Regions from separate parts of the Zea mays genome. Here region 1 is linked to region 2. A link is a contact called in public Hi-C data. All regions are on one chromosome and are shown on one strand. Each heading gives the region's core, a stretch centred on a gene start, on an enhancer-like site or on the middle of the called end of the contact. The rest is flanking DNA. Distances are from core to core; before and after follow the strand shown.

Region 1 (3,930 bases), core at 445-2,944, 79 kb before region 2:
TCCTTTTTGTTGAATGTCATACATCATGAAGATTGCTAACACCAATGTCTTTTTTCTACACAATATCAAATACAAAAGTAGCGCTGGTCAACACGACTTGTGAAAACATCAACCATTAATTCTGATATAGCACTTTGCTTTCTTGATCCTTTATCTTGTCTTATTTGTCCAATTTAAATGGCTATTTGACATGCTAATTACAAAAACAAAAGAATTGAATAATCTATGCTAGAGTTTGTATGAGTACTTATTCTACTTTTACCCTTGGGTAAATTTTATAGTGTTTTCATTTTACATGAAAGATTATCTATGATAATCCTTGCTCATGATATTTCATACTATGTGATCGCCTAAAATTTGATTTGTTATGTATACTTCAACTGATGCACTGGTTCTTGCTTTAAAAAATAGTGATAGCAAACATGATATGGTAGTTAGATAGCAGGGAGTCAGGTTGCTTAGCATGGCTAAGATTTGATGAATGGGATGAGATGCATTTCTGTGTTGAGTAGTGGAATCCAGTTACTTTAGTACCTAACAAACACTACAAGTTGCTAATTTTCAAACATATATTCCTACCTAGCTAGTGAAAATAAAAGAAGAAATTGTAGCCAAAAGCTTTTCATGCCATCTATATTAGCCCACACACATTTGAGGAATAGTCCATGAGTACACCGAGATGCCTAGAAAGTAACAAATGAAGCACCGCAGAACATATCCGCGAAGCAAACTCTCGCCTTGCATTTTGCATTTCCAATTTCCATGAACATTATCACAATAAAAATATCAAGCAATAAAAAGACGAGAGCACATTGCGCTATTGAAATCAACATTCCACATCAACATGTCACGGAGACGGACCAACGGAGAATTTTATAGCTATACAAATGACCTCTGAGACAAATTAAGCAACTGAACAAAATTTCAGTGACACTATAGTGGATGGATAGAAGAATACCATATTGGAGAGCCTCTTCTTGCGCCTGGTGTTCCTCTTGGCGAGGAAGTGCTACTTCCCAGCGCACCACCGCACGATCTTGCCCATCCCCATCACCGTAACCGCTTCACCAATGCCTATGGAGGTAGGGCAACAAGAAACATACCTGGACAGAGTGCAGGACACACGCTCCATTGTGCGGAAGGGGGAGGAGTCAGAAGAACAAGAGGCTGGGAGAGGAGGAATCGACACTGAGAAGCAGAGATTGGTGGAGCACGCCATTCTTGCTGCTCCCGCCTCCTCCACTCCTCTCCTTTAGCGAGACATCGTCGTCTTCCACCAATCTCTGCTAGAAGGCGACAATAGACTGGAAGAGGAGCCATAAGAGGATCAGGCACGCCCCACTGAGAGTCGTCAAAGAAAGTAAATCGCATAGGCGCCATCAAGCTCACGCATAGCGAGTGCAAGGAGGGATGGAATCACCTAGAAGTTCCAAAAGTGGGAGCCGACGAAGTCCGGGAGAACGGCGGTCGTACGAGAGCCGGCGTGCAGGAGTCCCCAGCCAGACGAAAGAACCCACGCACGGATAAACGAAGACAAGAGCACACACGTTGGTTGCCATCCAATGCTGGAACTGCTCGATGGAAGGCATGGCTGATCTGCGCCCTGACGCCCGCGAGCCGCGATGTAGGGTCGTGTCCTAGACAACCCAGCAGTGCAGATGAGCCCGCTTCGACTGACCCACGTGTTGCAGAACAGCGAGAGCGCGAGGTGGGTGGAGGTTACGGATGGCAACCGGAAATTCCCATTCTGTGAATAGCTCCCATAGCCGTCGACATAAAAATTTTCTCGTGAAAATCTTTATAAACGTTTAAGGCCTTGTTCATTTGTGCTGGATTGGTGGGTCGAAACGATTCCTAACCGAAGTGCTTCTCTAATTTATATAAACTTTGATTAGCTGCAACGATTTCAGGTGCAATCCGATAAAAACGAACAAGACCTAAGGCTAGTTTGGGAGTCACAAAACCGGAGCGGATTGGAGGGGCTAGAATCCCCTTCTTATTCAATTTTAAATAAGAAGGGGTTTGAATAAGAAGGGGCTAAAAGCTCCTCCGATTTCTGAACTCCCAAACTAGTCCTTAGGGCTAGTTTGGGAGTCCAAATGCCGGAGGGGATTGAAGGGCTAAAATCCTCTCCTTATTTTAAACTGAATAATGAGGGGATTTTAGTCCCTCCAATTCTCTTCGATTTTGTGGCTCCCAAATTAGCCCTTATAGGGGACATTTCTACCATATCCTCGTTCCTCACGGGGATAAATCCCGACGGACCGTTTAAATTATAATTAGAACATACACCATTTGTTATTAATGCAAAACATTTTTACTTATACTTATTGTTAGATGTAATAAATCATCATGTGTAAACACATTTGTCAAATGATTGATCACTTAACATGGTAACCATTTATTTTATCGTTAACTATTACACGAAAACATCATCACGTACAGGTTTAACGGGTCCCCACGGGGAACGGGGATGAAGACGAGGAAACATTTACCCGAGAAAATTTTCCCCGTTTACATCCTCGTGGGGGAAAAACTTCCCCGTCCTTATTCCCTATTGGAGGAATCCCCGCGGGGAATCGGGGATCGAAGCTCCATTGCCATCTCTAGTGGAGACGACGGTGGCGAGGGATCTGAGTAGGGGAGAGGGATCTGAGGAGGAGGTGGGTGTTGGCGGCTTTATACATCGATGGAGGTCATAGCCTAGAGGCGTGGGTCTCGCTTGTCGTCTTCATCTACGACGATGAGCCATGCTCCCTTGCCACAAGGTGGAGTAGGTCTAGGGGATCTCATGTGGTGACCATGAAGCGAGTGGTGGCAAGACAATCGAGGTGCAGCGGGGGCCAGGGATGCCGCGTTCGCGCCATGCAAATGGTGGGCAGTAGGTGTCACTGCCATCTGCGGCACCGTCATCGCCATGGGTTGTGGCTGGAGCCGGGAGGAGGGGCTACCGCATATCGAATCTTGACAGGCTAAGACTATACATGTATAGGGTGTTTTTGATAGAGCTTAGTCGTGTGATCTAGGATTTCAGAATGGCATAGTTGTTCGATGCTTATGATGGATGAACCATGGAAACCAGGAAAACGGGTGCTTTATAATAGTAGAGAGTTCACATATACTTGTCTTTTTCTGAGGTTAATGAGATCGTGTGTTTTCTTAATGCATTGATAAGCTAATGACTAGAATGGAAATGGGCTTAACCATTTTCTCTAAGTGATTTTGGTGCTTGATGACCATTACAACCTTATGGACTAACTAGTTTGCCTAGTATTTGATTCACATGTGCATAAGTCCATTCAATTCAGTTCTAAGTCAAAAACATGCAAAACCAACCAAAAAGGATAAAACCTAGAAAATATGAACTATATGTAGTTCCATGCTTTGGATAAGTTCTAAATATCCCTAGGAACCTAGTTTACACATCTAAAGAAGATGGTTAGCTAGTTTGAGCAAAAACAGGACTCTGAGTTTGAGCAAAAATAGGACTCTGAGTTAGAGAGAACAAAAAGTCCAAGAACCATGACTTAGACTAGTTGGATTGTCACTAGATATGTTTTTCTAAGTCATAGGAACACCCTCAAAGCCAGTCAAAAAGATTTGGACAAAGTAAGAAAAATTGCACTGTTGCTAGAGGCACCAGACCGGTCCGGTGGCACACCGAACCGTTCGAGAACAGGGGTTAGACTTGGTCATTTCGTCGTCGGCGCACTGGGCGGGTCTGGTGGCTATTCGGACTGAGTTCATAGAGAGCATGTAAAACATACACTATTGAAGTTGAGGCACCGAACCGTCTGACATCCCAAACGGTCGACTGTCAAGAGGAGAACGGCCACCTGCAATGACACTGTTCACGACTCGGTAGCGCACCAGACTGGCACTGTTTAGGGTCCGGTGCACTGCTTCGTAGACAACTTTTTGCCCATTTAC
Region 2 (3,625 bases), core at 685-3,184:
GAAACGGGAAGTCTTCTGAACCAGCACAAAGTTGTCAAGAAGAAACCATTTCTTAATGAAAGCAGTTTGGTTAGGAGACACCATTCTCTGCAGGTGACTAGCCATTTTATTTGCTAAAACTTCCCCTACTTGCAGAGGATTGAAAGGAGAGTGGGGATGTGAGCTGGGAGAGGCGCACTTGATTCACCCGCCGCCGCACGGGAGAGGAGGGATGCACGACATCACCTTTTTCCGAAAGCGGAGTTACACGAGCATGTCATTCCTGGCCAGGAGTGGAGATGAGCAAGATCCACGCGGTTTGAGGGGGATTGAGTTGGATTAGCTCCTGTCCACACTCTTCTCAAATATGGATTTTGCACCTTAGGGCTTGTTCGTTTTGTAGTTAATCCATGTGGATTGGGTGTGATTGAGTCGGATTAGGTCAATAACAAGTCAAATTACACCTCAATCCACTCCAATCCACATGGAATGGGAATAAACCAAACAAGCCCACGTGGGTTGCTAGCCCGGCGTGGATCTGATCCACGGGTGGCAGGGTTTGGCCTCCAATCAACGTCAATCCCGCCCTATCCAAATGAGGCCTTAAATGTTGATGTTTCTGTGGCTTTAACGAGGAGTGTTTACCTTTAATGTTGATGTTTCTAGACTGTTGGTATATTCTCATTGTCAATAGTTTGTCCTATGACAAAGTTAATAAGAAACCCATAAAGCATACTATGTGTGTTCTAGGTGGAATGGTAAGTTACTACATACAAAAATTGATATGAGTGTGTTACTTTGTGGCAAAGTATTGAAGTATTTAAAGATCGTATATTTTTTATTGAGTTATCAATTGAGTTTTGATAAAATTCTTGTCTATTCACATTATTGATTGAATTGAGCTAGATTTTAAGTCATGCAACTTTATTGTGATGTGGTGTATTTTTTAATTGCTGATTTCTGCGGCATCAACAATTGAAATATATTATTTTTTGGGGGGTACTTATTGAAATTGATCATTGAAATAACCCAAAATACATACTTATTGAAATATATTATTTTTTCTGCTACTTATTGAAATTGATCGTTGAAATAACCCAAAATACATACTTAGACCATTGTCAGGATGAATTGATGTGGGAATATATAATTTTTTGTGCTATTTTTTGTTGCGGATATTCTTGCCAATGATAGACATTCTTTTCAATAATGCAGGTGTTTGTCGATAACATAGATTTTCTGAAGGAGTTGGAAGAATGAGCTTTGCTAGAGATCTCAACTTGGTACATCAAGCTCCATACGGTTGCACCCCGTGAGTTCCATGCATGACCTGCAAAATCTTTGTAAAGCCACAGCCTCAAACTGAGGATTGTAGATAGGTCGTCCAATCTACGGCATCATCGCAATTGATAGTTGATAGAGCATTAGATTTTCCTTGCAGATCTATATAGATGCGCAACCGTTTTTGTATTATGCATTTTAATGCATAAGTTCAATGGAAATGATTCATGGGTAAGAAAATCGTCTTCTTTCAAGCGGCAATATAAGGGCTGGTTTGGTGACTTGAATAGCAAGTGATTTATTTTTCCATGAATTCTCTCCAATTTCATTGTCAACAAACCACAAACCAGCTCTGAAGTATTAGAGCTACCATAGGCTCTTAGGGCTAGTTTAGAAATCTTACGCTCTTAGGGCTAGTTTAGATTTCTATAGATTAATCCTACAGGAGATTTATTAAGTTTTCATTCTGGCCCTAGAACTACCGTAGGAAGAAGATTTTGGTTTTAAGTCCGCGGCCCAGCCGAATCCTCATTTGATCTTCGTGGAGCAGCGGACCTGAAGTGGACTGAGCTGGTCTGTGTTTTTCTTTATTTCTTCGTGGAGCCTAGCCTTGACGTTGGGCCGAGTTCACTACTGGTGGGCTATAGCTCATCAGATGGGCTCGGCTATGAGCTGGCACGAATTTTAGAACAGCACAGGCACGATGTTGATAATAACTGTGCCTGGGCCGGCATGAGGCTTATGTGTTTGGTTTTATGGACAAGCTCATGGGACGACACGAGCACGACCTATTTACTATGGGCTTATTGAGCCTGATGGTAGAAACACGAATAGCCCATCAGGTTGAGCACGATCCGGCACGATCTATTTGTGGTCGAACTTTACTTGCCCAATCTAGCCCACCATATATACATGTATGATTGACTTTACCCCCAATTTCGAGCTCTATTAAAAAATAGAAAAATGAGCAATAAAAAAAGGGGAAATAAGTTATTTTTTTAGCTCTATTACAAGTCAGGCCGTGGGCCATCCGGCACGGTAGCACGACACGACACGATGGCTCGATACGACCCGTTAAACTAGTCTGATCGTGTTTGGATTTAGATTTCGGCCCATAAGCGAACACAACATGACCCTATTTACCTGTGCTGTGCTTCGGCCCGACCGTGACGGGCTCGGACCATGCCGATCCGACACAGCGCATTGGCCACGTATACTGGTGGCCGAGGAACATAACAATAGACCATAGTTTGATGGATTGGCATCCAATGGTTCATCCTTACCCTCCGACGCGCACATGCTATCCAAAGCAAATAAACTGAACTGGTAGACCTTAAGATGAATAGGTTAGTGTAAGCGTCGTCTAATATATAAAGAAAATCAGTACTGATCCTCAAAAAAGAGAACAACCGTACAAATCGTCTACAATTTAAAGAAAATATGTATTAGTCATGAAAAATGAGAACAACCGTACCAGACTGAGTCGTGTCGGATTGATTGGGCTTATCCTGTAACTAGTTTAAGCAATCAATCAAAGATTTTCAAATATCTACAATAAGTGTTGTACAATAAATGCTAAAGTGATAGTGGAATTAGTACCACATGGTAGTATGATAACTTATTAAGAAGGTGTTCAAATTAAATAGCGTGTGTGCTCCTATAGATAAGTTGAGGAGAGACGACGGGCCACATGCCTGCGCTGCCGTGCTATGCAAGCCCTTGATTTTGGGTCTGTTTCAGTTTGTTTTTCTGACGATCTTTTCTGAGATTGGCTGTGAGAAAAATCTTGTTGCAGGAAGAATTTGAGTAACATGTGGATTACATGCTGAAAAAGATGAAGGAGTACATACGATTTAGGATCTAGAAAGTGATGAATTTATATTATCGCGACGACTCGACCAATTAAGCTAATTTCTCCCTTAATTCCTAGGAATCCGCATGATATTTAAGTTTTCAAACTAGTCCTTATTTTAAACCATTTTCATAGTTCAATATTATTTTAGGAAGACAAGGTAGGAAGTGAAAGCCATAATGTGAAAACAGATCATACTGACAACCGACAAGGAGATGCTATTAGGGCATGCACAACCGTGAGGTGGTGGTTCGCTTTTCAAAGTATAAGAGACAATTAAGAAATTGTATGATACAACGCCGAGCCCCTACATCATAAATGCAGATAAGAGATAATATATAGGGAGAGTCGTGCAGAGACGGGCTATTAACGAAGAGTTCGTCTCTTGTATTTTTTTTAATTAACCCTCTAGAGACCCCTCAAGAGACACTATGGTACCGTTTGGTTCACATATTTGTAACGTAATAGGTAAGTGATAACGTTAAATCATGTTTGTTTTAGTCCAACCGTAAC

The links. A called contact is a pair of places that touch in the nucleus more often than the background predicts.
Region 1: a Hi-C map of tassel shows a contact between it and region 2, with 4 times the contacts expected there. The contact joins the promoter of LOC100285951 here to the enhancer-like site in region 2. A contact is called at or near these places in 4 of 25 Hi-C or Micro-C datasets (bundle sheath, ear, leaf and 1 more).

Annotation. Positions count from the first base shown.
Region 1 is chr6:144,182,180-144,186,109 of Zm-B73-REFERENCE-NAM-5.0, reverse strand. LOC100285951 reads right to left here and starts at 1,694. Exons shown (of 8, transcript NM_001413922.1): 1 at 1,421-1,694; 2 at 959-1,304.
Region 2 is chr6:144,103,865-144,107,489 of Zm-B73-REFERENCE-NAM-5.0, reverse strand. LOC100191237 (putative glyoxalase family protein) reads left to right here. Exons shown (of 9, transcript NM_001136671.1): 9 at 1,195-1,545. The coding sequence ends at 1,239. Among protein-coding and RNA genes, the nearest start is that of LOC100191581, 8.4 kb to the right of the region's middle. Within about 2 kb of position 1,934, at least 17 of the 20 cell types and tissues checked have an H3K27ac peak or open chromatin away from gene starts, as enhancers often do. A contact at or near this core is called in bundle sheath, ear, leaf and 1 more, where this site is marked.